Regions from separate parts of the Mus musculus genome. Here all the other regions are linked to region 3. The links are chromatin contacts, called in public Hi-C, HiChIP or PLAC-seq and promoter capture Hi-C maps. All regions are on one chromosome and are shown on one strand. The core of a region is the stretch at or near the end of the contact, and the rest is flanking DNA. Distances in the headings are between cores, read along the strand shown. Region 1 overlaps Fam149b (family with sequence similarity 149, member B). Region 2 holds the start of Camk2g (calcium/calmodulin-dependent protein kinase II gamma). Region 3 overlaps Usp54 (ubiquitin specific peptidase 54). Region 4 holds the start of Ndst2 (N-deacetylase/N-sulfotransferase (heparan glucosaminyl) 2).

What was found. A called contact is a pair of places that touch in the nucleus more often than the background predicts. HiChIP or PLAC-seq counts read pairs in DNA pulled down with a chosen protein or histone mark. Capture Hi-C pulls out chosen DNA fragments and counts their contacts.
Region 1: a contact with region 3 is called in a promoter capture Hi-C map of pancreatic islet. The contact joins two enhancer-like sites. A contact is called at or near these places in 15 of 39 promoter capture datasets (the 3T3-L1 cell line, the C10 cell line, cranial neural crest and 10 more), 1 of 484 Hi-C or Micro-C datasets (cerebellum), 4 of 115 datasets of contacts at active chromatin or transcription factors (the 230-238 cell line, the SCID.adh cell line, embryonic forebrain and 1 more) and 4 of 9 other capture datasets (adipose tissue, liver, macrophages and 1 more).
Region 2: a contact with region 3 is called in a Hi-C map of embryonic stem cells, with 2.1 times the contacts expected there. The contact joins the promoter of Camk2g here to the enhancer-like site in region 3. A contact is called at or near these places in 10 of 39 promoter capture datasets (the C10 cell line, the HPC-7 cell line, embryonic stem cells and 5 more), 1 of 15 datasets of contacts at CTCF or cohesin (pro-B cells), 11 of 484 Hi-C or Micro-C datasets (the BV-2 cell line, the Ba/F3 cell line, the G1E-ER4 cell line and 5 more), 2 of 115 datasets of contacts at active chromatin or transcription factors (embryonic stem cells and memory CD8 T cells) and 2 of 9 other capture datasets (adipose tissue and liver).
Region 4: an H3K27ac HiChIP or PLAC-seq map of large pre-B cells shows a contact between it and region 3, with 2.7 times the contacts expected there. The contact joins the promoter of Ndst2 here to the enhancer-like site in region 3. A contact is called at or near these places in 12 of 39 promoter capture datasets (3T3-L1-derived adipocytes, the C10 cell line, cranial neural crest and 7 more), 1 of 15 datasets of contacts at CTCF or cohesin (large pre-B cells), 6 of 484 Hi-C or Micro-C datasets (CD4 T cells, CD8 T cells, the HPC-7 cell line and 3 more), 5 of 115 datasets of contacts at active chromatin or transcription factors (T-cell acute lymphoblastic leukemia, bone marrow-derived macrophages, extraembryonic endoderm stem cells and 2 more) and 3 of 9 other capture datasets (adipose tissue, liver and pancreatic islet).

The regions. Positions count from the first base shown.
Region 1 is chr14:20,370,301-20,376,015 of GRCm38.p6, forward strand. Fam149b (family with sequence similarity 149, member B) reads left to right here. Exons shown (of 14, transcript NM_001024512.2): 8 at 4,030-4,154; 9 at 5,210-5,313. Among named protein-coding and RNA genes, the nearest start is that of Gm30054, 3.8 kb to the left of the region's middle. Within about 2 kb of position 1,766, at least 7 of the 459 cell types and tissues checked have an H3K27ac peak or open chromatin away from gene starts, as enhancers often do. A contact at or near this core is called in pancreatic islet, where this site is marked.
Region 2 is chr14:20,792,370-20,797,997 of GRCm38.p6, forward strand. It overlaps Camk2g (calcium/calmodulin-dependent protein kinase II gamma), which reads right to left and starts at 1,719. Exons shown (of 21, transcript NM_001360186.1): 1 at 1,532-1,719; 2 at 150-244. The coding sequence starts at 1,596. It overlaps Gm30108 (predicted gene, 30108), which reads left to right and starts at 1,870. Exons shown (of 2, transcript NR_153779.1): 1 at 1,870-2,091; 2 at 3,965-4,185.
Region 3 is chr14:20,562,113-20,567,750 of GRCm38.p6, forward strand. Usp54 (ubiquitin specific peptidase 54) reads right to left here. Exons shown (of 21, transcript NM_030180.2): 16 at 3,831-3,950; 17 at 2,756-2,951; 18 at 1-130. It overlaps 1810062O18Rik (RIKEN cDNA 1810062O18 gene), which reads left to right. Exons shown (of 6, transcript NR_033571.1): 3 at 2,669-2,727; 4 at 2,899-2,935. Among named protein-coding and RNA genes, the nearest start is that of Ppp3cb, 18 kb to the left of the region's middle. Within about 2 kb of position 3,794, at least 29 of the 459 cell types and tissues checked have an H3K27ac peak or open chromatin away from gene starts, as enhancers often do. A contact at or near this core is called in the HPC-7 cell line and pancreatic islet, where this site is marked.
Region 4 is chr14:20,731,500-20,737,132 of GRCm38.p6, forward strand. It overlaps Ndst2 (N-deacetylase/N-sulfotransferase (heparan glucosaminyl) 2), which reads right to left and starts at 3,063. Exons shown (of 15, transcript NM_010811.2): 1 at 2,716-3,063; 2 at 2,051-2,145. It overlaps Camk2g (calcium/calmodulin-dependent protein kinase II gamma), which reads right to left. Exons shown (of 21, transcript NM_001360186.1): 21 at 3,374-5,353.

The DNA.
Region 1 (5,715 bases), core at 516-3,015, 190 kb before region 3:
ATACAGAGAAACCCTGTCCCTCCTCCCTCCAAAATGAACAAACAAAAAGAAACCATTTCCCTAAACCAGGTATAGAGGGACACACCTTTACTTCTCAGTACTTGGGAGACAGAGACAGGAGAATCTCTGCGAATTCAAGGATACAAAGATACTATCTCAAAAATAAAAGAGAGAGAGAGAGAGAGAAAAGGAAAAGAAAAAAAAACCTTCCCTCAGTTATTTGGGTAGTTGATGGTTTTTGTGTATACACACACACATAGAATTGGTAGGTCATGTGATAAACTATGCCAATATCAGTAGCATCTCCCCCCAGATTTTTCTAATGTGACTTTATTTATGCATACTCTCTCAGCTATTGTGAATTCCAGTTGTCCAACCTTTGCTGTGTTTGTTGTTGTCTATGTGTATTCCCTTCTGAGATCCAAGAGAACAGAACTAATACTCTTCATTTAATGACCTGGTCAGGGCCAGTGAGAGGGCTCAGCAGGTAGAAATGTTTGTGTGCAAGCCTGATAACCTTTGTCCAATCCCCCAATCTCATGATGGGGCAAGAAAGAGCTGACTCCTTAACGTTGCTCTCTGACCTCTGCGCATGCCTACGCACTCGCCTTGGCATGTGCACACGCTCACTTCCCCACCCCTTCATAGACAAACCCAGTGGGAGATAAAGCAGCTGCTTAGCTTGTAGTGGCGCACACCTAGATCTTAGCACTTTGGTGGAGGAAGGAAGATGAGGAACTGAAAATCAGGCCTGGCAACATAAAACGCTATTTCTAAAATATAAATTCAGTGAGTTGACTTAAAGGCCCTGAAAGAGAGTGCCCTTTTGTCACACAGAGCCAGACAAACCCTTTTCCTTTTTTTTTTTTTTTTTTTTTTTTTTTTTGGTTTTTTGAGACAGGGTTTCTCTGTGTAGCTCTGGCTGTCCTGGAATTCACTTTGTAGACCAGGCTGGCCTCGAACTCAGAAATCCGCCTGCCTCTGCCTCCCAAGTGCTGGGATTAAAGGCGTGCGCCACCACACCCGGCTGACAAACCCTTTTCAAGGACAGTTATTCATTCTCAGTGCCACTTTGCTCTGCCCTCCAGACTAAAGGAAGCTGGGAACAGCCTGTAAAAGAACACTCCCGTACTTGGTGCAAAGATAACACTTGCATGCAGGGCTCCCATAGACCAAGTGGCTCTTTGCATGAGAGCAAACTGGCCTGGAACAAACCAATAGAGTGACATCTTCTCCCAGTACAGAAGGAGGGAAGCTAATCTAGTTTGCTTTTGTTGCTGTGATAAACACCATGACCAAAGGCAACTTGGGGAAGAAAGGGTGGAATTTGTCCTGGTCTTAGTCACCAGGGAAAACAAGGTAGGAACTGAAGCAAAAGCCATGGAGTAGTGCTGCCTTCTGGTTTGTTCTCCATAGCTTGTTCAACCTTTCTTTCCCCTTTTTTTTTTTAAGATTATTTTTATTTTATTTTTATGTGTACATGTATTTGCCTGCATGCATGTCTATGCACCATTTGCATGCAATATTTGTAGAGGCCAGGAAGGTGGTGTGAGACCCCCTGAGACTAGAGTTATAAGCAATTTTGAGCCATCTAGCAGTCTTAACCTACTTTCTTATACACCCCAGAATCATTTGTCCAGGGGTAGCACCACCCACATCAATCATTAATCCAAAAAAATGCTGCAGATCCATATCTATAAACCAGTCATATGGAAGCAGTTCCTCAATTGAGTTCCCTCTTTCCAGGTGACCCTAAATTGTGTTGACAAAAAAACTAGCCTGCAGTTTAGTCACGTGACAATCTGTTCTGCTTTATGTTTGTCTGTAAGCCAAAAGTGTATAAAACTGAGTAGTGCAACCAGTGGTTTTTATGTGCATTAGTTTTTTGTCTGCATATGTCTGTGTAAGGGTGTCAGATCCCCTGGAATTAGAGTTAAAGACAAGTGTGAGCTGCTGTGTGGGTGTTAGGAATTGAACCCAGGTGCTCTGGAAGAGCAGCCAGTGCTCTTAACCACTGAACCATCTTTCCAGCCCATAACCGGTGTTCTTACCGCTCACAAGTGCAGATGGATAAGAAGGGCCTCAGTTTCTTGCAGGAGCTTCAGCATTTGTTTGCACATAAAACTTAATTCCCTGCCATCCTCACCCAGGGCACTTTGGCTCAGCCATGCTAAAGATACACAGAGCTAACTAGAGCCCTCGGAGGCCTCAGAGCTTCTGTTTGTTACAGTTCTCAATCACTAGGAAGAAAATACTTAGCTTTAAATCATTACCATGGCTTGACCCTGACTTGCTAATGGGGAACAAGGTTCACTGCTAATTGTTTATAAAGAGATGGACCACCTCTGAGTTAGATAGTGAACCAAATGATGATAATGGAAACGATTTAGAGGCAGGGAAGACTACAAGAGTTCATACTGGTTTCACTGGGAAACATGATTTGTCCTCAAGCTCATTTTTAATTATACTTAATGTTGAAAAGTGCAGAAATCCCAGTTCATGGTGGTGAGGCTCTGAGAGTAAAGGAGCTTGCTGCCAAGGCTGCCAGCCTGAGTGTGAGTCCCCAGAGCCCACCTGGTGAAAGGAGCCAGCTGTCAAGGTGTCCTCTGATAGGACTCCCTAGGAGCCCCACGGTACAGGTACATGCATACAAAGAAATGGAATGCAAAACAGTTCTTGGTTTGTTTTTTCCAGACAGGGTTTCTCTGTGTAACCCTGGCTTTCCTGGAATTCACTCTGTAGACCAGGCTGGCCTCGAACTCACAGAGATCTGCCTGCCTCTGCCTCCCAATTGCTGGGACTTGTACCACTACCACCCCAGCTGAACTACAAAAATTTTGAATACCAGTTTGTTTTTAAAATAGTGCAATGTAATTTGGCAGTTAACGACATTAATGCTGTGAACATCCTTACACATTTCTTTACATGTGTAAAGTGCGCTTACCAAGGTGGAGGGTTGGTCACTGTTCAGTAGACAACAGTTATCCAAAGTGATGGTGACTCTAGTGCCACTGCTCGGACACAAGTTCTGTGCTCAGTCTTGTCAATCTTCTTCTTCTAGCTCTAATTTTTTTGTTTGTGTATAAAAAGATATTTTTGTGCACGTTTTAAAACTAAGGTATAATTTGCATACAGAAGAAACTTTCAGCATTTACTTAAGATTGTCCCTTTTTTACATTTGTGTGTGTGTGTGTGTGTGCGCGCGCGTGCAAGTGCATATGCTGGCGCTGCAGAGCCCCAGGAGGTTGAGACCCCTAGAGCTGTGGTTTCAGGTGCTTGTAAGCTGCCTGATGTGGGTGCTGGGAGCCAAACTCTGGGTCCTCTTAGAGAGCAGCAGGTGTTGCTAACTATGGAGCTGTCTCTGCAGCCCCAGATTTCATGTCTTTAACCCTCTGCTCACATTTTTGTTTAGGGGGTTTTGTAGATTTATTGTGTTTTCTAAAATTTGCTTTTTATAGTTTGCACTTACTCATATATTCAGGGTGTTATGGTTTTGTTTTGTTTTTTTTTTTTCCAGTTGGTTGGTTTGTGAGACAGTCTTTGGTGTACATTTGGTGTCTGTCCAGAGCTGATAGTGCTATGGCGCATGCCCTGTTTCCAGGGCACTTGCTCTCCTTGTAGAAAACATGATTTTTAACGCTCTCTAGTTTCATTGGCATTGTCTGTGGGACCTGAAGTCAGGATTAATGATCTCAAGGTTCTAGAGTTAGACTGCTGCATACAGCATTTTAAGAGTCCCATGGTATTGCCGCTTATGGCCACCACATTGGGCAGCACTGATGTAAAACGTTCCAAAGGTTGTCATAGATCTCAGCTTACCCTCTGCTTGGTACCACCAGCCATTGTCAGCACGGAACCACTTTAAACTGCACTCTGAGCTTGCGGGTTATAACTACACGGGTGTATGCAGGTGAGCTGCAGATCTAAGGGAAGCCTTTCTTGAGACTACTTAGCTGTCAGGGAGATTTTTCTCTCAGAACTTTACATCAGAAGATGCCTATGGATAATAGATCCTGTTCCTTTGCTCAGATGATGAGAGTAACGTTGAAATTACCAGACTGGATTCAGGAAGTCCCTATGTGCTGAACGAACAGCATCCTTTGGTCTTACCTCGAGTGCCGCAGTCTAAAGTGCCGTCTATCACCTCAAGTCCGGTAAGCCCCAGAGCGGATTGTGAGAATCCAGCACTGTTCTTGCCACAGGAAGCTTGCTTGGGTGTTTGCCTTGGTTGCCTTATTTCTAGCCAGAAATTTCATAACAACATACTTATTTGAGAGAGGGTTTCATTGTGTAGCCCATCCTTGAACTCACAATCCCCCTGCCTCAGCTTCTCAAGTGCTGGGATTAGAAGTGGTTACTGCTAGTTTTTGAGAGAAAGAAGGAAAAAATATTTAAGACAAAAGAGGTGACATTAGAACAACTGGAATTTAGGTTATTAAATAGGCCATGGGGAGACATGCACCTTGAACTTCTGGCTACTGTCAGATGGCTGGTACAGGAAGATTACCTGAGCCATCGCTTCAAGCCAGCCTGTGCAACACAGAGAGACACTGTCATAAAAATTTAAAAATACAAAAGCAAAAAAGCCCAACCAACCAACCAAAAAGAGAGAGAGAGAGAGAGAGAGAGAGAGAGAGAGAGAAAGAGAGAGAAAGAGAAAGAAAACTCAGAAAGAACAGTGACTGGAACCAGTGCTCCAGGCTAGTTAAAAGTAAGTAAGAGTTCAGGACATGCGCAGATAAAAAAGACCATTACTTTGCACTTATTTTTTTTTTTTTTTTTTTGGTTTTGCGAGACAGGGTTTCTCTGTGTAGCCCTGGCTGTCCTGGAACTCACTTTGTAGACCAGGCTAGCCTCGAACTCAGAAATCCGCCTGCCTCTGGCACTTATTTTTTCTATTGTTCCAAATTTTGCTTGTGATTTACTATTCAGGTTTTCTTTTCCCTTGTAAGCAATAATAATGTTCCTCTCTCCCCTGAGAGTGACCATTAAGTGCTCTCATCTGAATTGATGAGCTTTCACTTAGAAATACAGAACAACAAAGAACCCTGTTCTCTTGACAGTGCCCTCTGGGGGCTACTGGCCAACTCTTCTAAAAGTTAAGGCACAAGGCGGGGGATGGATAAATAACCTAACTGGAAACACTAACTTTGCAAACTTAGCAAATCGAGCAGGTATCTTCACCAACCACTGTCTGCTTTTGACATAGATGAGTTTCTGTCAAGCAAGCGGTCATCAGCCAAACGTGAGTGGCCTCTTGATTCATGGGATGCCTCTACAGCCAAGGAATCTCTCCCTGATGGACAAGCTCCTGTAAGAAGCTCAAGTTGGAACACATTCAGAGCTTAAGTAGAATGCTGAGGAAAAGGGAAAGCAGCTCGGTTATCTCTGCGCCGCCAAGTGCCAGACACATCCAGGGAGAACACATTTAAGGGGCAAGGTCTCTCTGCCTGAGAACTGGTAACTGGGTACCCGACCTGTCCTCATACAGCCTCGTGTGGCTAAGAGTCACGTGAGAGCTGCCCGGATGGAGTGCTGTGTAGTCCCAAAGGAGAAGACTCTCTGATGAGTCTGTGTCTAGGGATTCAGATGATCAAGAGTTGGAGATGGGAATTATTAAATACTTAGGAAGAAGCAGACCGTTTTGGTTTAGAAGTGTAAGATGTCAGAACTTAAGTGCTTGGTGGCCAGAGGGATCGCTTAGTGACTATAGGT
Region 2 (5,628 bases), core at 469-2,968, 230 kb after region 3:
CCTCCTTGTCTGGCTTCTAAGTCCACCCACCTTGAAATTCCAACTCATCTCCAAGTGCTAAAACACATACTCCCCCACCTCCCAGGGAACCTGCAGAAATCTAATTTCTGGAGGGATCCTCAAAGAGAGCCCTGGCAGGGCACGCTCACCTCGGGCGGACAACTTCTTGGTATTGATGATTTTTGCAGCATATTCCTGCGTAGATGTTTTCTTTACACACCTCCGGACCACTGAGAAGGCACCCCTGGAGAGAGAAGGGGGAAAGAACTGGGACACAGCGCCAAGCAAAGTGACACACACATACTTCAGATGAGGACAGCCATGCTCCAACCACCAGACTTGTAGGGACAATCAACAGCTAACTTAAGAATGGTAAGCCCACCCGATGGCCCTAAACAGATGTGGGTGGAGCACCACCTGGCTCCCATCTAGTTCCAACAGCCTCAAACCTCAGACTGGTGGGCGATGCTTCAAATACACACCTGCTGCATCTCACTGATTGCCTTGTGGTCCCAGCAAAGGCAACCAGGAGAGAGAAGAACAGGGAGACCTTGTTCCTCCTCTCAGCAGAAATAATTGAAAGTAGGGAAAAGGAGGGATTAAACAGAAGGTATGGTTTCCTGAGAAATTTCCCTTAAGCCTGGGAGAAAGTGACGCTCAAGATCCGCTCAACTGGCTTAAACCCACAGCATCCCCGCTCAACTGACAGCAGGGAAACAGAGGAAAGACAGCTCTGATTGTGACAGCAGTAACTCCCCTTCCCCGTGCTATTTTCCTGTACGTGACCCGCCAAATGGGCTGCGATCTCGGGCTCTGGAAATATCTAGGGGGGCGGGCAGAGCGGGGGCTGCAGTGGCCAGGCTCTGCACCGCGGGTGGGGGTGGCGGGGACCCGGGCTGCGGCGGCGGCCAGCTCAGTGCGGAGGGGAGGGGGATGCTGCGGCTGCGGCGCACGGCTCCTGGGACCACTGCAGGGATGGGGGGAGGGGCCGGGGGTGCCGCAGCACTGCCCAGCAGCAAGGCTGGGATCCTGGAAGCCGCACTAGCGGGGGGGCGGGGCCCGGCACTAAACATCTCCCCACACCCCGGCACCGCAGCGGGGCTGGAACTGCAGAGCCGGGGAGGGTCCTGAGTGCCGGGCGCGTGGGAACTGGGGGGCCGGTGCTGAGTGGGCTCCGGAGCTGGGTGGGGAGGGGGCGGTGGACAGGCGGGGTCGAGGGAGGGGAGCGTCTGAAGGGTGCGGGAGGGGCGGGGCTGGAAGGCGCCCCGGAGCAGTCCCGGGGCTGCAGTTCCCGCGGCGGCGCCGGGTGCAGCAGCCTGGCAGCTGCTGCAGGGCGCGGAGGGGGCTGCGGGACCGGGAACCCGGGGCTAAGGGGCCCCCGAGGCAGCACGCGGGAAAAGCTGGGGGTGGGGCGGGTCGAGGGGGCGCTGCAGCGGCCGGTGCAGGGCCGGGGGGCGGGGCGAGAAGCCGCAGAGCGCCGGGACGCCTGGACCAGGGTGGGGGGCCGCCGCGCGTGGCGGGTGGGCCGTACTTGCCGAGCTCCTCGAAAAGCTGGTAGTCGTCGGTGAAGCGGGTGCAGGTGGCGGTGGTGGCCATACTGGCGGGCGGACGCGGCGGTGCAGCCCGCGCCGACGTCGGTGCACAGTCACCGCCGCCCGGCCGAGGGAGCAAGAGGAGGAGACGGGGCTGAGCCCGGCAGCACCGCGAGACTTTACCGGAGAGAGCGAGGGAGGGAGGGACACCCCCGCGCCCGCCCGCCGGCCCCGCCCCCAAGCCCCGCTGGCCCCCGCCCCGCCCCCGGGGAGGGGCCTCCCACCGTCGGCCCCGCCCCGCCCCAGGAGCCGCCCGAACTGGGCCCCCTGCACCCGAGGGCCAAGGACGCGGGGTCCCCACTCCCGGCCACCCACTGGGACCGACCGAACTGGAAGACACCTCCTGCGGGCTCCTCCAGGGCGGACCCTGCAAGAGCTCAGGAACCAATGTGTGAAAGTGGTTCTTGAGTGGTGTTGGGTCTGGACCACCGAGGTCTGGGGAGAGGCCCCACACGTGGGTCCCATGACTGCAGCCTGAACCAAGCCGGAAAATGCCAAGGTCAAAGAGCGTATGTGAGACTGTACACTCGAGAGATGCCCCCAGACTGCAGAGCCAGCTGCCCGCAGCCTTCCCCCAGGGTGCCGACACTCTAGATTAGTGCAAGAATCAAGGGCATCATTAAGAAAAAACAAAACCAGAAAACCTTCAGCCGCGGTTTTATCAGCGAAACCAGGCCATGGGGCAAGATGTTTGCTTGCTTTTCTTTCTTTCTTTCTTCCTTCCTTCCTTTCTTTCTTTCTTTCTTTCTTTCTTTCTTTCTTTCTTTCTTTCCATTTATTTGTTTCGTGTGTGTATGCCTGTGGCCCTATGGTTGCCACAGCGCACGTGTGGAGGTCACACAACTTGGGGAGTTGGTTCTCTTTTCACTACATTGGGGGATGGAACTTGGGTAGTCAGGCTTAGCTCACGCATCTTTTTACTCACTGAGCTGTCCTGCGGGCCCGTGTGATGCTTTCCTGCATTCCAGTCTTAGAAATAAATGTTCTCTCCTAGGTCAGTAATAAAAGATAAAAGTAAGAATGTCTTGAAAAGGCTTTGTGCACTAGTGGCTAAAAGCAAAAGATGAAAACATGCTCGTTTTCTTGTGGGCATCCAGTACTTTTATTTATGACACTTTATCACATTTTGTAATGATGTATTTGCAAGTATGAGTGCTAGCACACAGTATTGAGAACTCTTGGATCATACTACCTAGCTCTCGGATGTCTGGAAAATCATTGACCTCAGGCATTCTGCAGTTCATGAAATCTGTCTGGGCCTTATTTGAGAACTGGAAATAATAGTGCAGTATACTTCATAGGGCTGTGAGCATTTACTGGGTTAAATCATGTATAATATTAGAGTAACCCTCAGTACCTTATTCAAACAGTGTTTGCAGCTATTGTGTAGTATTTTTCTTCCCACTAAACTGTGCACTCCAAAGGAACCCCTGGGTACTTCGCTCCAGGCTCAGTGTTCATAGAACGGCTCTGTCTCCAATATTACAACTTTATGGGACAGAGTCAAGTAAAAGCCACTCTGGAGGAGCAATGTGCAGGGCAATTTCCCGATGCCCCCCCCCCCCCCCCCCGCGCAGCTGTACCCCAAGTCAGAGGCCATTCCCCACTGGGCAGAAGGGAGCTCAGCCAACTGCTGCCTCTCAGTCTTGATTACAGCAGGGTGCCCACTGGGAATCCAGCCTCCTCTGTCAGCAGGCCAGTGCTGCCAGGGGAGGCAACTGAGAGGTACTCTGGCCTCCCAAGCTTCAGTGGGGTGGGAAGAGCACAAAGGGAGGACTTACCCCACAGCCCAGGGAGCAAAGTGTGTGTGGGGGGGTGGGGGTTGGAGATTAGGGGGAAGTGGGGGAAGAAAGCCCTGACTGATTACCTGAGAGGAGAGAACCAAGGAAAGAGCTGAGGTGACAGGGGCACTGTGTACTCCACCCTTCCACATGGCAACAGGAAGTTAAGTGGAGGGGACAAGGCCACTTCCTACCTCAAAGCAGCAGGTCCCAAGTCTCAGCCCGGTTGGGTAAGGAGGTTGTAAAATCAGGGATGCCAGTAAGTCTTCATTTTCTCTCATCCATCCTTGCTGCAGAAGCGGCTGCTAGTTGCGCTCCAGAAATGGAGGCAGCAGCCAGCGTGTCATTTTTTCACCAGTGTGCCCTTCCTGAGGGCTGGAGGCAGCTTGGGTCCTGACCTCCAGACGCTGATACTTGAACCTCACATATTCATTAACAGAAGATGGAGTGAGGAGTGGGGAGAGGTCACAAGCATAGACTAGGGGTAAAATGGGGTCTCTTAGGGATACCCTAGGGGGAAAGGTCAAAGCAGGGTTACAACCTGACTGGCCCAACGTGCCTGCTGTGACCCGTTTGTCATCCCGCCTACAGGATCTACACTGGATGCTTCAGGATAACCATCTAAAGCATCGCGTGTCTCTGGGTGAAATGGAAAATGACGTAGGAAAATATTGGGTGAAATCTTGGAAATGACTCATACTACCATGTAAATGGAGCCACCCATTTTTCAACAACTGTTCATCAACTACCTCCTATCTGCTCGTCACTGCCTTTTAGCGGAATGTCCTAATAAAGTGGAGATTTATAATTTATACAATTAGAAGCCTCCATTTTTCTTTTACAGCTCTACCTTGCTCCTGTCTTCCCTCCTTCACACTTTCTCTTGATAGCACAGACCTCTGCCTGCCTAGTGTCCACTCTGGCAGCGTGGAGCCTAGAGACACTTCTGTGTGCTCACACAAACATCCTCACACACACACCCTTCTTAATCCCCATTGCCGTAGCACCCACACAACCTCCAGCTACCTCACAGCAATTAGAGGGACGACACTCACAAATAATAACGAGCTCGCTAGCTCCCTGCGCATCAGTATCTATGGCAACCTCATGGGGTCCACAGACTATGCTGTTCTGGTTGTAACCAGTCCCCTGGGCAGCACTAGCACTCAGGCAGTGCTCAGAGCTCCCGGAACAGTAAACAACACAGGAAATTGATGCCTTGATAATCACCAGAGGTACCCCACTGGGTGGTACCCCTCCCTTGTCCTGATCTTTCGTCTTGAAGCCACTGAAAATTACATATTGCCCCCCTGAATGACATATACTTCCCTCCCTAATTTCGGAATGTGATTTTAGAGCACGTGAGAATACTTACTCTTCCAATCTAAGAAAAACAGAGCAGTTGGAAGTGAGGTCTTTAATTGAAAGGGGAGGCAGGTGCGCTGTCATGCACCTGTAATCACAAGATGGTGACTAGTTTGAGAACAGCCTGGTCTATCTAGTGAGTTCTATGCCAGCCAGGGCCATACAGTGAGACATCATCTCAGAAAAGCCAAATAAATAAATGAATGTAAATGCAAGGGAGATGATGCCATTAAAATCAAAGCATAGTTGCTCACATGTTGGGAGATGTTGTAAATCAATGCTAGGAGAATGAAGTCGGCCGTGTGTTCCTAGGATGCAAGGAGCTCAGTCCATAGGACTCTAAATGCTAAGGATTGCACAGCCATGTTCCAGCTGTATACACATATATGTGCATATGTATGTAAATATAAAGTGTGTATCACCACCACCATCATCATCACCATTAGTATTTGGGTTTTCGAGACAGGATTCCTCTCTGTAGTCCTGTCTGTCCTGGAACTCATTCTATAGAACAGGCTGGCCTCAGACTCAGAGATCTGCCTGCCTCTACGTCCTAAGTGCTGGGATTACTACTACTACTACTACTATTATTATTATTATTATTTAATGTGTATGGGTTTTTGCCTACATGTCTGTGTACTAGATGCGTGCCTAGTATCCTTTGAGGCCAGAAGAGGGAGTCAGAGCCTCTGGAACTGGATAGTTATGAGCCACCATATTGGTGCTGGGAATTAAACCTAGTCCTCTGGAAGAGCAGCAGTCAGTGCTCTTTAACAATTGAGCTGTCTCTTCAGTCCTTGTGTGTAACTCTTGGTCAAAAGGAAGTTTAAAATCTGCTGGACCAGTAGCTTCTCTGAGCCCTTCCAACTTTGTAAGAGTCTAGTACCAGT
Region 3 (5,638 bases), core at 2,544-5,043:
TGATGAGTGTAACTCAGGGCAGGAAGCAGGTGAGTGGAAGAAAGAGGAAGTGGCCCCAAGCTCTGTATCCTTGCAAGGTTCCAGCTGTGCCTCCTGGTTTAACAATACTTGGAGCGTGATAGGCTGTTCACTGAAACAAATGGAGAGAATCAGCCACACCGTGCCTTGACTAACAATAAATTCCCCCCCCCCCAAAAAACCCTACTCATTCAATTCCACTTCTAGCTATTCACAGATATGATGAACAGAATAAAAAAGACAAACACAAACAAAGCCAATAGATTACAGGTTCACAAAAGAAAAGAGAGTACCATCCAATTTGTCTATGTGTTATGAAGTCCAGGGTTTGCTAATATTCTTTACTACTCACAAAGTCCCATTCCAATCACATTCTACTTGCAAATTTAAAAAGATAACAATTGCCAGGTAGTGGTGGCACACTCATTTACTCAGGAGACAGAGGCAGGTGGATCTCTGAGTTCAAGGCCAGCCTGGTCTACAGAGTGAGTTCTAGGATAGCCAGTGCTACAGAGAAACCCTGTCTCAAAGAACAAACAAAAGATAAAAATTGCTTCTTCCACAGAAGGCAAAGTCTAAAAGCCACTCACACTATACAACAAAAGTCCTGGATGCTGTACAAAGAGAGAAGTGCTACCCTAGGGTCCGATGGGGTAGCTCAGTCAACAAAATGAAGAAGACTACAGAACACAAGGTGATTTGGACTCCTGGGTAAACAGACATCAACTATCACTGCATGCTTCACTCAAATGTCTCATCACAGTGGCAGAACAGGGTTCTCTTAACAGTGAGGAGGGGGAATATAATTCTCATAATTCTCACTGTTTTATATTTATGACAAAAAAAAAAATATATCCTGAGAGGAAACTTCAACCTTTTCAATTCCTTTTCAGATAAGAATAAGAAACAGCCGGTTGTGGTGGCACACGCCTTTAATCCCAGCACTATGGAGGCAGAGGCAGGCAGATTTCTAAGTTCCAGGCCAGCCTGGTCTAAAGAGTGAGTTCCAGGACAACCAGGGCTACACAGAGAAACCTTGTCTCGAAAAACCAAAAAAAAAAAAAAAAGAACTAAGAAACTGAAAATCCATAATTGGAGTGCTTCGAAACACAACCTGTTTTAGGCATGGGCACAATAATGGAATAAGTTTGAACCCTGAAGCATCTCAGGCTTCAGATTTTAGGGCTAAGGGTATTCAACCCGTCTATATGAGTGTTCCAAAATCTGAAAGAAGAAAAAAAAATTAAATCTGAGCTGGGTACGGCAGTGCAAACCTCTAATCCTGGCATTTAGGAACCAAGGGCAGGAAGACTGTAGTGAGTTCTGAGGCCTATACAGTCTACCTACCAAGTCCCAGGCCAGCTAAGCAACCATATCTCAAAAAATAAAGAGAAAAAGACAGAGGGGAAGAAGTGGAAGGAAGGAAGGGAAGGGGGGAGAGACAGAAAGACAGAGACAGAGAGAAGCAAAGACAGAGAGACAAAGAAAGGCAGAGACTGATGGATAAAAGATAGACAGGGACAGATAGATAGAGACTTACTTTTAGTCTCAAGACATTTTAGATAATATGAATCTGTATACCCCAAATGTTTGTAGCTTTAGTCATCCAGTCACTCTTGTAACATGATTGTGGTAATTTAATCAAAACTTGGCCTAGTGATGTAGTTCAATTGGTAGAGTGCTGGCCCAACATGCAGGATGCCTTGGGTTCAATCCACGGAACTGAATAAACCTGAGTAGTGTTTAACAGGCCTGTAATACTAGCACTCCAGAGGCAAAAAGAAATATCAGGAGTTCAAGGCATTGCAGAGCCTAGTTAGTCTAGAAAAGGGGGGGGGGGGGAAGGGATGCAACATTGACAGTAAAACGGATTTGTATCTGAATTCTATACTTCTACCACTTATTAGCTAACTAACTATCCTCTCTACAAGCTTCCTTATTTAGAACGTATGCTCGATAGCAGCTACTATCTCATCAGGTAATAAATAAAACAGAAAATGCTTGCCTCTGACCTGAACCCAGGCAAATGTTCAAAAATTTTAACAAGCATAATGAAGCTAATAGTTAAAAGACCAACAAACGAGGCAGAGAACGTGTAGCTTACTAGTAGAACGCTTGCCTAGTAGTATAGTATATACAAGTTCCTGGATTTTATTCCCAGGAAAACACACACACACACACACACACACACACACGCAGAGAGAAAAAGTTATCTACTTTTATTATAGTTATATTTATACCCCTAAAATGTGGGAACTATCCCAGTACCTCTTGGGACTTTCTCCTTGTCCTGACCTTAGAGAAGCAAACAAAGAAAATCTTTGTGTCTCTTCCCTACGGTTTAATCAAAGTAAGAAAAACTGGTTATTTTCTCTGTGAGGATGGTAAATATTGAAATCCCAAATTAAACAGTTACTACAACAACATGAAGGGTACAATCAGATTCCATGTTTAAGAACATAATAAATACAACTATAATAATCATATTGCTACACAAATCCAGGAAATTTGGATAGCTTGTTATTTTGTACTTATTTGCATCTTTCTAGGAATTATTAATGAAAGGACCATCTGTGAAATGAGCTTTTGTGTGTCTGACCTTAGAGAAGAGAACCTTAGTCATATAAGGTTTTTCTCTTTTCCCTGGTAGTGAAGAAGAGAAGAGTTCGTGCTATGGCGTACCCATGGACACTGCCTCCCCTGCTATCCGTAAGCTAATGTGGTTCTCAAGCACTACCTTGTCGGCTGAGGGAGGGCGCCCCCCTGTGATGGGAGAGAGGCTGAGGGCTGCACCGGCTGCTGCGATGATGCTTGTTGCTGCATGCGATCCTGAAGGCTTCGTGCTTTTCGAATACTGATTTGCAACTTCTTATCGACTAGGGCTCTGCTGTGCGTGCTAGAGCTGGCATCATGCAGGGTAAGTCTTAGTTTAGCTAAAATGCAAAAGAAAATATAGCAGAAACAACACAAAATACAAACAAAAATAAAAGAACAAAAACTAAACTAAAACTAAGCAAAGATAGGCGGTAAAACAAAATATGTAGCAGCAGGAATGCAAGGCATGGACTGTGCATGCGCTGTCAAGAGCGCAGAACCAGCTCTGGCTCAGGAAACATTCATGAAAGCCAGGAGACCAAACACATTAATTAAAACTTAAACAAACAAAACACTAAAGAAAATCAAACAAAACTTAAAGAGCAGGAAGATAAACTAGCACGTGAGGTTGCCACTCTCGTCTTCTCACTGACCTGTTTGACTCCGGTCTCCACACTCTGCTCCCAGTTCCCCCTTTCTGATGGCCAATGACAAAAAAATAAGGTCCAAACCTGCACCCGTCTTTACAGAGCACAGCTTCATGGAGTCATATTTAAGAGTCAGGTACCAATTCTTAGCCTGAACCCCTTGCTGTTACAGTATGGTACTGCATACCAGAAAGGCAGGAGAAGAACAAAAAGAATAGAGTATTACAATGAAAAGTTACTACCTAGGGAGTCAGAGCCAGTTTCTTCAGTTGGCCTACTCATTAGTCAGGGACTAGAGAAAGAGTAGGCTAACCTCATATCTGAAGTCTAACTATTTGGGTTAGAATTCATCTGTGGTTTCCTGTTGAGGTTGTTCCAGTAAATGTCCACAGACCACAGTGGCACCACAAGGTACATTTTGAAATCTGAAGGGGAAAGATAGCTAATTGGCCTCCCCGGGAACACAAGAGACATTAAAAACTGTCCCTATGGCCATCTGCATGACAACACTAGTTCCTATTGTGGAGTTAGTCGGGAAACGCCATAGCCAGTAGCAGTTGAGTTACTTACAGATAGCTTCGTTACACAGAGCCAGAGCTGCAGCACAGTCTCCCTTTTGTTCCAGATGCAGCGACTCTTCAAATATTGAATTTGCCTCTTGCAAGGACCTTTCAAAGCCGTCACTCCTCCCTGAAAGGGCCAGCACTTTCATTTTTATTATAGTTAATTCCAACTTCTCCTCTGTACTGCTTCTTCTCTTTGGGACACAGATCCTTGTTGTTAAGCCTCTGGTCTACTTTTTATCTACCTGCCCATTGCTATTAAGAAGGCTTTAGAACAACTAAGGAATCCATTTTTGCCTTAACTGAAATCTAACCAAGGCCAGGAAAAGGTGGGGGTGGGAATACCATGACTGCCATACTACTATCCCAGCTCTAATACCTCCTTTCAAGGAAAGAACAAAGTGTTGTCCATAGTAGCAACAGAACTCTCGTGCCTAGAACTGAACTGCCACCACAAAATACCAGGACATACCTTGTCAAATGTCAGCTACCCCAGACTTACTGCTTACATGCTGTAAGCATGGCTTACGATTCTGTGGAACATCACCCTTGCCACTTCTAATATAGCTTCAATTCCCTCTTCACCACGCTGCTGTCAGTACACTTCTTGGGCTTGAGGTGGTCTACAGTTTCTACTTCAATAAATCTACCATAGCATTGAACTTCATTTGTTGTTACATGGACTGGCCTTTCTTTAGCAATGAAAAGTTTTTACCTTGATCATGCCTCACTCACCAAAAGTATCCATCTCTAAAAGGATGATGATCCACTTCTCATATAACAACATAGAGTATTCCCCCCAACTCCCAAAGTGCACATGGGTCAAAGGAGATACAAAAGAGGAGTCCAGGAACAGTGACAGATGAATGGACTAAGATGTACAGTAAAGACACTTTGTGAAGGACCATCAGAGAGCCTCACCTTCTAGTCATCTCTAACATAAGCTGGTAGGAAGTTATAAAGTTACTTCACTTACAAATGGAATTGACATTGAGCTTTCACATGGTCACAGGGGCTGCAAGATTGAAATGTCAAGCCAGGTATGACGGCACATGCCTGTTATCCCCATTACTCTGGAGGTGGAAGGAGGAGGATCCCTGAGCTATACAGCAAGGTAGAAGCCAGATACTTCATGGCTACATAATGAGATTGTATCTCAAAATCTCAAAACAACAGAAAAGAAATAAAATGACTGGGATAAAAAGTCTAAGGTTTGGGGGTTTTTTGTTTGTTTGTTTTTGTTTTTGGATTTTAGAGACAGGGTTTCTCTGTGTAGCCCTGGCTGTCCTGGAACTCACTCTGTAGACCAGTCTGGCCTCGAACTCAGAAATCCGCCTGCCTCTGCCTCCCAGGTGCTGGGATTAAAGGCGTGCGCCACCACTGCCTGAGTTATTTTTCTTCATCACAACACCCTTGCTTTATCCTCATTCACCTACAGACGTCAATGGTAAGAAAGGCTCTGTCAGAACCATAACAAATTCAATTTCTACAGCAGTTAGCTTTTAGAAAGCAAAGACAGTGGAAAGTAGGTTGGTTCTGAAAACCTTGGTAGTCAATTTCTATCCCATCTCTACATCTCTGATTTCCCCCAGCCCTGAACCCAAAGTTCTTTCATTATGATTGTAATCAACTGAGTCTAAACATCTAGAATTAGAGGTGGTAGCTTGAAAGAAAAGAAGGGCTAGGCATGGAGGTATACACATATAATCCCAGCACTTCTGAGGCCCAGGCATGTAAAAGTTCTCAACTTTACAAAGATCTAGGCAAATTATAGTTACTGAGTAGTATAGCATATTTAAATCTTAATCATCTAGA
Region 4 (5,633 bases), core at 1,813-4,312, 170 kb after region 3:
TGCTATATCCTCATCCCAGCACAGCACAGGAGCTGCTGGGCAACAGACTGGAGGGACATGAGGGATGGGGTCTAGGGACAGAAAGTGACTTGAGGGTCAGGTGACCAGAAAACAGCTCTAAGGAGATCTAACCTGACAGTTTCTTTTTCTTAAAAAAGACTGCTGCAAGTTTACAGTCCCTTTTTATTTTAGCCAATCTCAGAAAGGTTAGTAGCTGGCAATCCTACTCTACCTCCCACTCTAGTACACGCACCTCAGTGGCCCTTAGGCAGAAACAAGGTCCTTCAGAATCCAGAGAGATGATTTATGACTGTTTATATAGGGTTCACTCTGATCTTGGTAAAACTAATTAAGAGAGCTGGGACAGAGAAGAAAAGCTGATGGGGGCTGGAGACGGCCCAGTGGTTAAGAGCACTGGCTGCTCTTCCAGAGGACGGGTTCAATTCCCAGCACCCACATGGTAGATCATAGTTGTCTATAACTCTGGTTCCAGGGCATCTGACACAGACATACATGCAGGCAAAACATAATACACATGAAATACAAATAAATTAAAAGAAAAGCTGTGATGGGGCAAAACCCATGCGTATAGTGTATGACGCTCTAAATGCAGGGGAGGGGGGATGGGAAGACAGGGTAGAGAGTGGAAGTAGGAGGAAGAGGTGTAGATCACGGGAAGAACTGAATTCTTTCGTTTGTTTTTATAGAAAGGGGTTTCTTTGTGTAGCCCTGGCTACCATATAGACCAGGCTAGCCTCCGATTCTGCCTGCCTCCATCTCCTGAGTGCAGGATCAAAGGCATGCACCACCACTGCCTGGCAGGAACAGCTAAATTATAACAGGGATAACAGTAGTGAGAATTCAAGGAAAGCAAGCTATACTTCACATGTAACACTGGTTTAATAACAGTATATACTGAGCGCTTACTACTTTACTTGTTGGGTGTCCTTCTAGAGCTTTGCATATACAGACAGACCTGATTCTGACTTATTACAATCTGCAAATGAAGCTGGGAGGTGATGGCGCACGTCTTTAATATAAGCCCTTAGAAGGCAGAGGCAGGACGATCTCTGAGTTTGAGGCCAGTCTGGTCTATAGGGCGAGTTCTAGGACAGCCAGGGCTACATGGAGGAGCACTTTCTTAAAAAAAAACCAAACCAAACCAAACCACCACTACCAACCAACGACAAAACCAATGTGCAAATGGTAAACACTTAAAGGAGACTTCAAATGGTTGTGGGTTTTGGTTTTCAGTGCCAGTGATGGGATATGTGGTCTTGCACAGGCTAGGCACGTGCTCTCCCAGGAGTTCCAACCTCAGGTCCTAGAGTTTTAATCCTTTCCTAAGGGAGTGGATTTGCAGACACCGTAGTAGTAGTAGTAGTAGTTGTTGTTCTTCTCTTCTCTTCTCTTCTTTTCTTTATTTCTTTCTTTCTTCCCCTCCCCCTCCTCCTCTTCCTCTTCTTCTTTTGGTTTTTTGAGACAGGGTTTCTCTGTGTAGCCCTGGCTGTCCTGGAACTCACTCTGTAGACCAGGCTGCCTCGAACTCAGAAATCCACCTGCCTCTGCCTCCCGAGTGCTAGGATTAAAGGTGTGTGCCACCACGCCCGGCTCTCTCTCTCTCTTGTTTATTTTTACTTATGTACTTTATGGATATAGGTACTTTGTCTACATGTACATCTGCACACCAGAAGACAGCATCAGATTGTAGGCCACCATGTGGGTGCTGAGGACTGAACTCAGGGCCTTTGGAAGTTTGGAACCACTAAGCTACCTCTCCAGCCCCAACAATACTTTTCATTTGAGACACACTGCAAGTACTTGCTCAGCCACACAAACAGAAGGTGAAGCAACTGGCGTCACTGAGCAGAGGGCACAAACTGATAAGCTCTTGTGGTCAGTAGTTTAGGATATCTTAAAAGTTTATCAGTAAATGCAAGAAGCACCTGTATTTAATGTCAGCTCTAACAGTTATGAAAACACATATAACTAGTAGTAGTTCCATTTTACACACGCATAATTTCTGGCCCAGAGAAGTTTAGTAACTTACCCGAGATTACAAAGCTCCGTTTGTGGATGAACTGGGATTCAAAGGTCAGGCCTGTCAACCTCCTGTGTTGTAACCACTGTATTTTAGCTTCATACCTAGAGGAAGCCAGTGAGATTTAGAGAGGGGATCATGTGAGAACTTTTGGTGGGGGAGCAGTGGGATGACTAAGTTGGAGGAAGAACATGTGTGTGGCAGTGGAAAGTTTCTGAGGAAGGAGAAACCTAAGGGTCGTCTGCCAAAGTGGGCAGCAAATACAGGGTCAGGGTGGGCTGGAGGTGTGGGCCCACCACTGGAATAAACAACAGGGGCCACGCTGTGGGAGGAAGGACCTGACCTTGAGGATAGAAGGACCCTCCTGCGGGAACTACGGGAAATGGGGAGCCCACAGGTGGGGGAGCTGGAGGGAAAGGGGCAGGGGTGCGGCCGAGAGTTGGCATCCAGACAGGCACTGGGTTTAAGAACCCCGTGTGCCCTGGGCGGAGTGGCCAGAATAAGGCAACTGAGGGGAGGCCAGCGGCTGGGACTCGGGGCAGGGTGCACAGGGCCAGATGGGTGGTCGCCCAGGACGACCCTGCGGGTGGTTTCGGTGGCGACACTCGCAGGAAGTCTGATCGCGAAAACCGAGGGCGACCGTGGACGGGAGACTGCTCTCAAAGATGGCTCACCCGGTGGAGTGGGCGGCGTCCCCGCTGTCCCCGGGCCCTGCCGCGTCCCGGGGCTGCCCGGCTTCCCTGCTCGCGGGGCCTCGGGCCGCGTCGCGGCGGCTCCGCCATCTCCGAGCGAACGCTCCGCCGCAGTCGGGCTCAAGTACCGCTCCCACCAGGGGGAGGCGGCGCGCTGCGGCTCGTGGTGCCCGCTCAGGTCCGCGCGCTCCCCGAGCGTGGCCGCTGCGTGACCGGGACCTGGGATAAGCCGACGGCCCTCCGCAGTGCTCAGCCCAGCCGCAGCCTCCCAGCCCTCCGGCCTCGCGCTCAGCCCACCAGGGTGGACCCCGTCCTCCACGCCGGGTGGCACAGTCTGCGGAGCGTCGGGGCGGGCCCAGGGCCCAGGCCTGTCCACTCAGACCCGCGGAGGAGGGAGCCCGCGTACCAAGGGCGGGGCCACCTCCGCCTGGGGCGGGGCGAAGACTCGGCCCACCGCCTAAGAGGCTACTTCCTCCCTGCCACCCCCCAATACAGCAGCCCAGGCTGAGTTTATGAGAAGTTTTCTTCCTTGCTCCCCAAGGGAATGGGCAAAAAGATGTTCGTCTCCTAGTGAAGCCTTGTCACGCAGGCTGCTAAAATCTAAGCCCACGGCTACGAGCCTCCAACAGCAATAACACAATGGACTGTTTAAAGGTTATTTTATTAAATATCTTCAAGGTTTCATTGTAACAAAGCTATGAAGGGACTACCAACATTCAGAACAAACACTATTTTAAATTATTTCTATGTCATCATGCAAAAGTTCTGCATCAAATGCCTTCCATTTCCTGTTTAAAAGGTGGTTTGTTTTTTAAATAGTCTATTAATAGTCTATAGATGCTGACATTAGCCCCAGAAGTGGAGTAAGAACGCTAAGAAGTGGGGCTGGAGCAGCCACATGAAGCTATGGGTCTCAAAGAGCTCTAAGACCATTTGTTGTCTTCAAGCCAGCAAAACCAAACCCTGTGATGAAGGTATCTGTTGGCTGGCACTGCAGGCTGCAGGGCAGGAAGGGTCTAGGGTCCAGGGTCTGAGGCATGCACAAGTGCTTGAGGAGCCTGGCTAAATTCAAGCACCAGCACCCATGCGTTTGTTCTCTTCTCAGCTGGCTCCATACTCTGTAGTTCTCTTTTCCCAGCTCCTGTGCCTCCTGAAGGTCACCCAAGGAGCTGAAATCTACCCCCCCCCCCAATGCAGATAATGTGCAGTTGTTTGGTGGGAGGGAACCAAGACTATGACCAATTGCCTCTTCCATTATCTTCTCTGTTATCTGCCTAAGGTACAGACCTTTTCTTCCTGGAATGGACCTCCTTGAGCACAGAGAGGGACAATGAATGCAGGAGCCTTGGCTCTGGACCCCTTTGTGGGTACATGCAGGCGAGGGGGTGATGCCCATGCAGATTGTCCAGCAGAAAAGTCTATACTTCGGTTGGTCAATAAAGAGCCTCTTTAAAGAGGACACTTCTCACCCAAGCAGTCAGTTCGATCTCAAACCCAGGGAAAGAGTTGGGCGTGCAGCATGGGAAGAAGGGAGGCAGCCCAGAGGGCAGCCAGAATGCATAGAAACAACCACCAACTCTTACCCACTGCCTCACTCCTCCCATCCCACAGGGGCACTTGGCAGAGGGCCCAGGCCTAGATGAGGGTCAGCATGGGGACCACCACCATGAAAATACAAGACAAAGATGGTCCAGATCAGCACACAAACAACTGCCAAAAGTGGCAAAAGGAGCCCTGGCCAACGACTTCTGGATCTCTCCTTGTTATGTCAGGAAAACCAACAGGAAACAAAGTAGCAATCCCTCCCCCTTTCCACCAGCAGAAATCGGGCCTCAGTCTCAGGCCCACGTGCATTGTGCATCCTCTAGAAATGGATGAGTTAAGTGCATGTCAGACGAACTCGAGGTTTCTCATTGGCGGACACACTTCTGCAGCACCAATTCTCTTCCTGTCTACGCTAACTGGACCGGTACAGCAAAGTCCAGGCTTTCAGTCCTGAGGCCACGCCTCACAGCTGCCTCCACACACAGCAGGCTGGCAGTGCTGCATTCTCTCCAATGTAGGTCCAGCGGCCACGGTGTTTGCGTCTTTCTCATACTAGGTGTCAATGCATGGTCTGACGAAGTCCACTCCTAGAACTGGGGTGATCAGGCCACCTCTGGGGCTGCAACCACACCATGGCTTTGTCCATGACCAAAGCTCTGTCAAGAGTCCTTGCCTGGTCCCCCTGAATCCATGGGGGCCTGAGGCCAAGCTCACCTCTTCAATACTGGTGGGTGAGCCCACTGTTCATGCCTGGATGAGCATCACACAAACTCCTGTCTCCTTGCAAGCCAAGGGCTATCAGTTGTTTTAAAACGCATCATGGTATGAATTCCGTTTTTTTAAACAATCTTATTTTCTTTTTTTTTTTTTCTTAAATGTAAAAAACACCTCGGTACAGCAGAGACAGACACGAAGGGCGGGCGGGAGGGCTGCATGCAGGGGCGTGCATTGGCTGCTGCCGCTTTGTAATTGAATTGTTTTAAACCTCAAACGAACAGGACCGCCGCTGTCACTCAGGCCCTCCAGAGTCACTGGCTGCGAAGGTTCAACCTCCAGCTGGAGTCTCCTAATGCCCCTGTCAAACAGAAGAGGAGGTGGGACAGACAGAAGAGGACGGTGAGAACACAGGTAATTCACAGCACACACTTGGCTGTGTCCTTGAGAGGACTGGTACAGGAGAGGCTAACGTTTAAACACAGCACTCTCACATTTGAGGGCCTACTCAGTGCTTTAATATGGTATCTTAATCCTTACCATCCATCCTTTGATAAGTAAAGAAACTAAGGCTCAGCAGGGGAAGAACGCTTGCACCAAATCTGGAGTCTGTCTGATTACAGAGCATAGCTTATCAAAAC